2 separate regions of the Gasterosteus aculeatus genome follow, and region 2 is linked to region 1. Evidence: chromatin contacts called from public Hi-C data. All regions are on one chromosome and are shown on one strand. The core of a region is the stretch at or near the end of the contact, and the rest is flanking DNA. Distances in the headings are between cores, read along the strand shown.

Evidence for each region. Hi-C and Micro-C count contacts between places; a contact is called where the count stands out from the background.
Region 2: a Hi-C map of whole body shows a contact between it and region 1, with 3 times the contacts expected there. The contact joins the promoter of ar here to the enhancer-like site in region 1. A contact is called at or near these places in 5 of 6 Hi-C or Micro-C datasets (blood and trunk muscle, liver, skeletal muscle and 2 more).

Annotation. Positions count from the first base shown.
Region 1 is chr7:20,637,956-20,641,427 of fGasAcu3.hap1.1, forward strand. ophn1 (oligophrenin 1) reads left to right here. Exons shown (of 24, transcript XM_040180177.2): 12 at 1,260-1,293; 13 at 1,467-1,529; 14 at 2,149-2,223; 15 at 3,140-3,224. Among protein-coding and RNA genes, the nearest start is that of ophn1, 12 kb to the left of the region's middle. Within about 2 kb of position 2,111, at least 2 of the 9 cell types and tissues checked have open chromatin away from gene starts, as enhancers often do.
Region 2 is chr7:20,672,238-20,675,854 of fGasAcu3.hap1.1, forward strand. ar (androgen receptor) reads right to left here and starts at 1,362. Exons shown (of 8, transcript NM_001267639.1): 1 at 311-1,362. The coding sequence starts at 1,362.

The sequences.
Region 1 (3,472 bases), core at 861-3,360:
ATATTGTCAGGCAGAGACCCAGTGCACTGCTGGCAGGTCTACTCTGGACCAGAAACAACTGTGGTCTTCAATTAGAATAATCCCTTCTGCCCCAGTCAACACTGAATGCACTTTGACCTTTTTGAACGGCGGCTGTAAGATGCAGTTATCGTGCAGTTCCTTATTATATGTGAATATTTTTGACTTTTAAACTGTTGAAAGAAAGAAATCATTTGATTTGTGCAAAGAGCAGGTTGACTTTGGGCTTTCGGCAGCCAGAAGGCCAGAAGCGTCCTTTTGGACAACTTGTCACCAGAAGTGGTTGACATGCATGAACCGGTTGTGCCAATACGTCTAATGTAATACTACCCCTGCAGATCGCTTAGCCGTTCATTTTTCTGCACTTTCCACTGAAACTTCTTATAAGTTAAAAAAAAAACATTTGGCATCAAAGTGTTTCCTCTAAGCGAGAGGACATTCTGGCAATTTTCTTTTCTTAACATAATCATTCAAACATTGGAAAGAAGCTGACTTACTGCCAGTAATTCCTTTCTCTGATAGTAGCTCCGCTCTTCTTGCATGTCAGATTTGGTAGTTTTGAAGCATAGCTTCCATTTGAACCTTTCTTTTTTTTCTCAAGAAACTCTACTAGATTTGGAGAGATTTAGAGTAATTTCTTGCCAAAGCCAAGAAGAGGGATGTAGTAGTTATATCCTCCATCCTAAATCAATACCACGTGAATGCGTGATGGCGATATCTCACTGTCAGCCGCCTGTGACAACAAGAACTCGTCCTTGCAGAGGAGACCTTAAAGAAGCCTCTACTTTCCTGTCTCCAGCTGCTCTGTAGCGATCCCTGAACTCTGGGAGCCAGTAGTGGATTAAGACAATGCTTTGACATGTACACTTCTTTGAGTTGGATGACTTTTAAAGCTTTATTGTTTTTGAACCTGGAATTTTTCCTGTTTTCCATCAGTTAAACAGCCAAACATTTAGTCCTCTCACCCTTTTTTTCTCTCTCCGTTTCCATTGCTATTATTTTAGTGCAGTTTGAATCTCCTTGTAAAGTAAACTTCAACTGGAAAAACTGGGCTAATAGTCTCATAAACTACCCGGGGAACAATTACTATGACGAGCCAAGTTTAATTTTAGTGAAGCAGCTTTTGTGTCCTCCTGCCGTCATCATGTTTCTCTCCTATTTACTCGATGTGGTTATTTATGATGTTGTGGGGCCAGTCTTGGGTTTTCCATATGTTTCCTCAAATTATTTTTTTCTTTCAGATTTATCATTCCCCAATTCACAACCAAGCAGAAAGTAAGTCATTCATTTCCTTCAAGGTCTCATGATGTGAGGTTGAGGTGAGGTGTCTCACTTTACATCCCGCATCATTGAGTGCATATTTATTTGTTCATATTTTAACAATTAGAGGATTTTTCTTAAAAGTTATTCTTTCCTATTAAATACTTTCATCTTGTTTACTTCCACAGTGGAACTGAATGAAGTTGGATTTAAGTTTGTGCGAAAGTGCATCAACTACATTGAAACAAAAGGTAAAGCGGTTTATTCCAGCGGTCTCTGGTTCTGTTGGTTTACTGGCTTTCCCTGAAGGGGGCGCAGTGGAGTCGTATGTTAAACATTGACGCCACGCCTGTAGGCTGTTCTCAGGGAATAAAGGTAGTAATCTGAAACATTGGCCTATTTCAGATTTTACATAAGATTAATCATCTTTATTTCTTAATTTCTTAATAATCTTAATTCCTTTTTTTTTTTTAAGGGCACATTAGTTATTAGAATTTCTTTTATTAAAAGCCATTTCAAATGCATGCTAAAACATAGATGCCCAAAAAGTCAGAACTGGCCCAAAGGACGACGTATGTCTATATTTCCACAGTCACAAAAGGTCGATCCATCCTACAAAAAAAGGAAAAAAATCACTCCGGCCCAAACCACGTAATACGATTCCTGATCTAAGCATGGCCCGTTTTCCTGGTGCAAAGTAAATGGTTAAATGAAGCATGCACAATCACGAAAGAACATCTGTAGCTTCATTTTGGCTGCTGCAACCTCCTGAAGAGAAGCATGTGGTAAATTTCCACTCCTCTGTATTTGTCCAGATTACCCTCCCCTTTTTTCAAATTTCTTTTTTACCTCCCCCTCTCGTCTTTCCAGGAGTCACACAAGAAGGAGTGTACCGAACAGTTGGCAGCAACATCCAAGTGCAGAAGCTATTAAATACCTTCTTTGGTAAGGAAATAAGCCCACGAACACGTTTTACAACTGCCCATTCATTGTGTCTCTCCACTTGGGTTCGTCTTCCCCAATAAAACAAAGCCGGTCCTGCCACTCCGGTGACGGTTGCCTGTGTGAATGTCAAGGAGCCATCATCAGATGTCAGCAGATGTCTCCTTGACACGCAGGGCTCCGACTCTGGACGGCTCGGCTTTAAAGCTGCCATATATATATATATTTTTTTTTATGCAGTCCAATAAAAAGGTGTTGTTCTTAATGGCAAAACCGCAAATAGTTATTTCCCAGCTCTGCTTTTCCTTTCAGCTCAACTTTGCTTCAAACAGTCTTTCAAATCATTTCTTTGATTTTCAACTTGAAACAATACTTTAAATGTGCCGTTTAGACGCTAAAGAGCGGAGTATTTCCCTTACTAGTGGGTGGGTAGTTAAAAAGGGAAATAAATGTTGCTCTTTATCAACTGGGTGCACATACAGGCATCCGTTTGCTAACACATTCAGCCAACTTGAAAGGTTATTAGAATACGTCAGTGATGTTGCACCTAGTTTCTGCTGCCCTTTAAGTGGCCAAGAATAAAGTGTTGCAGGTTTGAATTACGTTTATTTTTACGGAAGATATTTTGCTCCGTAGTAGGAGCACATTAATAACATCAACGCCAAGACCCATTTATTTACAGATTTTCCTACTGTGATGTGGCTTACAACAACCGCAACACATCACATTTCTGTCGTTGCCTATTGCGTAGTGAATGCCTGGCCCCATATTGCTTATTAATTCATTATGGCTAGCTCATGCAGCAACTGGCCATTTACTTTCATCAACTTGAGTACCAATCACAGAAGATCGTCACTGTTGCTCACATGGAATTGAACGTTGTTCGGGCTTGTTTGTATTGATTTGCTCCTTTTTATAGACCCAACGAACCCAGGAAATGTGGATCTGCAGAGCAGCGACTGTGACGTCAAAACCATCACAAGTGCACTAAAGTTTTATCTAAGGTTTGTTTATCTGTGCGCAAAAGCATGTGAGCACGAGACACAACGTTAATTGGTGGAAAGGAATGAACACTGTAGAGCTCCTGATCTGCGGCTGCTTTTGAGTGATATTTTCTTAATCATCATCAGTACAGCTGTTCCGGATTTGGTCAATTAGATAGGCCTTCATTAAAAACAAAAAGCTATAATATTACAATAACAAACAAATCATTGAATGCAGTTCAATTGATCAAGAGTCTCGTATGTAACAA
Region 2 (3,617 bases), core at 112-2,611, 34 kb after region 1:
AAAGCAGAAGAAAATGGGCTCAGTTTGCCATTTGGTTTCTAAATTAAAAATAAGAATAAATGTATAAGAATAAACGTTTTCCTTTTCTGCCGTAAATGCATTTTAAAAAAAGCATCATGAAAACAAATCCATCAACATCTACAAAGACGAAGGCGTTATATGATGACTCATTTTGTTTTGCCCTAACCCAAAGCAAAAGCAACTCGTGTCTGTTGCAAAGGTCAAAGCAAACTCACCCACTTCCTCCCTAACGTGACAACCGACTCACGTTACCGGTATTATTGTGAATATTCGTAACATCACCGTGTACCTGGTGTCATTGTAGGTGACGTCCAGCCACTCGCCGACTTCGGTCTTCACGTAGTTGGAGTTTGGGTACGGCGGCCTCAGCATCCCGCCGGGGTACCACTGCTCGGGACGCACGACGCTCCTCTCGTGTGGATTGCATGCGAACGCGGGGTTGGTGTCCGTGCCGTGCGCGTTCATGCACTGCCTGGAGCCCCAACACTGGGCGTCGTACTTCTCATTCGGGGTGTAAACCCCGGCCCACGGCGCCCCGGCAGACTCGCCGTCCTCGCACTTCACTTTGACGCCGTACTGCGCCGGCTGGTAACCGCCGAACTTGTTCTCCGTGGCTCCTCCGAAGTCCGCCGCACTGTCCGGGTGCTCGTAGATCCGGCACGCGCGCGGCGCGGCGCTCCGGCCGAAGTGCGCAAAGTTGCCCGGCGCGGCCGGCGCGTATTCGCAGGACGAAGCGTGCGCCGCGTCCAGATGCTCGATCTCCTCCGAAGTCACCTCGTCGGCCTCGCACGGCGCGAAGTTGCGCTCGTGCGCAGACGCCCGAGTCGGGGTGCCGACGTGTTGGAGACGCGCGGCCGTCTCGGAACTTTTGAACATCTCAACCAGTTGCTTCTGGCCGTGCAGGGGCCGGTCGTCCCGGTCCGGGTACTTGTACGCGCCACCGGGACAGTTCACATTCATGAACAGATACTCCCCGCGCGTTTGCTCGCTGGCGGCGCAGGGGGGGAAAGCGACGTCCAAGTCGCTCGCGTCGTTGGGCTCCATGGTCAGTCCCAGCGACACGGACACGGCTTTGCAGAGCTCCCTGGCTGTTTCTGAGATTGTGGCGCAGGCGGAAAAAGAGCGACTGTCGCCCACACGGCAGTCAGCGTTTAACAGCTCCTCCTGAGGAGCAGCAGCTGTCTGGCAGCAGGGGTTTTCCATGTCACGGGCTAGCGGACCAACGTGTCCGGAGCCAAAAATGTTCGCGTCCGCATTGTTGCGCTCTTTTAGCGTGTCCGCGCCGTTCCCCGTTGATGTTTGCGCGATGCACTCCCGACTTTCTTCGGTTTTTAGCGCCATGCTGCGAGCGCTCGTAGCGTCGCCCCCTTTTTTTTACCACCCCCTCCCTCCTGTCCGATTACTGCTGCGAGATATCTGTCGGTTAGTTTGGCTAATTTACCCCCCCCCCCCCCCTTTCACCCCACCCGAAAAAAAGTGTTTACTCGGCCAAGAGAGCGAAGTTTGCGGGCCAAAGGTCTCTGCGGCGACTGTCACGCAGAGCGGCTTTTTTTTTTTTTTTTGGTGACGGTCCTTCAGGAAGCGACAAGAGAGACAAACTCCTCCTGAACTGAGATTCACGCAGTCAGAGACGTTCGAATTGGGTTCGATGTGAAGTGAATTCATCGGAGGACTTTTGTAACCTATCTGGCAAACCGCTGGAACCCCCCCCCCCCCCCTCTGGAAGCATGGCGAGCATTGATTCAATGGCACAATTTAACATTTTTAGACGCTGGAGCGTAGTTTGATTATTTAGATGAGGCCAAAATATCGGAAGACATAAACCAAACGTTTGGAGGAAACCCATGAGCATGAGCAGAAAAGACTTTTCACCACACATGTGCCGCATTTGGGCCAGAAAAACGAAGCTCAACAATTTGCTGTTTAGGGTGGACAGATGTGTTTAATTGTGGGGGGGGGGGGGGGGGGTTCCACTTCTGGGAAAATATATATTTTTAAACGATCTCTAAAGGTGCCATCAGCTATATGGGAACATTGCGGCACCTCGTTCCTGCTTCTTCCAGCTCGATCCTGTGGCTTCCCGAGTTGGACGTTTGGCCAGAAAAAAACCTTTTTGTGTGTTTATGGAGCCGTTTGAGAAATCAGATAAAGTGTCCTCATCAGTCCTAATATCTCCCGGGACTACCGCGTGGACATTACCCTTCCTCCCCACGTTCATACCGGTTAGTTTCATTCATAAGAGACACGAGGATGAATTCATTGTCGTGGTTGGCCTCGGGTGGACACTGCAACCCCAAAGTGACACCGGTCCAAACTGAACCTCCCAGCCACGTGACAACAGGCCAACGTACACAAACCCCCCTTTTCATCTCTGCAGTAACAGTGAGACAACAGCGACACCATGAGGCCAGAAGCAGCCGTGCTTTGCCCCTCATGCCCCGGGTAAAATGCCCCGGGTTTCTTCCTATTCCCTTTTTTGTTGTTGCACATTTTGACACAAGACATTGTTAAACAAGACGTTTGAGGAGCGCCATGTTGCTGTGTTGTAAGTCGTGAACTGGAGATCCACGGGACCAGATCGTCGGTGGCTCATTGCCCGCTATCTGCCCCCCTGCTCCTGGCAGCCGACACGCATCTTCGAGCGCATGCTTTCATTTTAATATCAACTACACCCCCGTAAAGTTTGGCTTCCGTATCTTTGACGGTCGGGGACAAAGCTTGTCCAAAGATAGACTCATTAACGCCGGGCACAGAACTCCGAATAGCTTCCATGTGCATTTAAGAAAAGACCGGATAGGATCGCATTCCTGCGCTGACAAAATCACGAGCAGCGCTTTCCTCCATCACTCGCGCATGTGACGACTAAAAACACATGTGCATATTAAACACATCTGCTTTTAATCGTCGCATCGTTTGGATGTTGACCAGAATTTGAAGTTTTGACTAATTTCTGTTGTTGTTTTGCCTTCGACAAATATCTCCGAGATACGCTGTTGTTTTTCTCTCTTGTATCGCATTTGTAAATCTTCCAAGGAAAAGTCTTCAAAGACTCCCGGTTGCCGAGGCTTTCATCAGCGGGCCACCGGTCCCCATTGTGTCGGTTCATCTGCCGATTGATGGTGACTCAACACACGTTGTTTCGGTGGGATATTGTTTCATAACAGTGTCCTGTGTGATATGAACCCTAGTTGGCCGAAAGCAGAACCCTTTACACCACATAGGGGACCAATAGCACCCTAGAGTTTGTTGTTCTTTTTTCTTTTTTGTTACTAAATAATGTAAAAAGTATGTTCCCTGTTACGTATAAATGTTTGTGCTTGTGTGACAGGCCGGTACAACCCGACCGTGAACAAAGTGTCCAGAACCACACGGAGCCACGTGGCAGCACCAAGGAGGCCCCTGCACCTCCTTAAGTTAAGTTCCCCGTTGTGTCAAACGCTTGTTTGAAATGACCACCAGCGTCACGTCAACGACACCGAGGCCCACGAGGGATCCCCGGGAAGCCAAAAACCCCCCAGCAGTCAATATCATTTCGACCTGAAGGCCGAACGTCTGTGCTTGCATGATGATGTATAAATAAATAAAAAATAAATCTT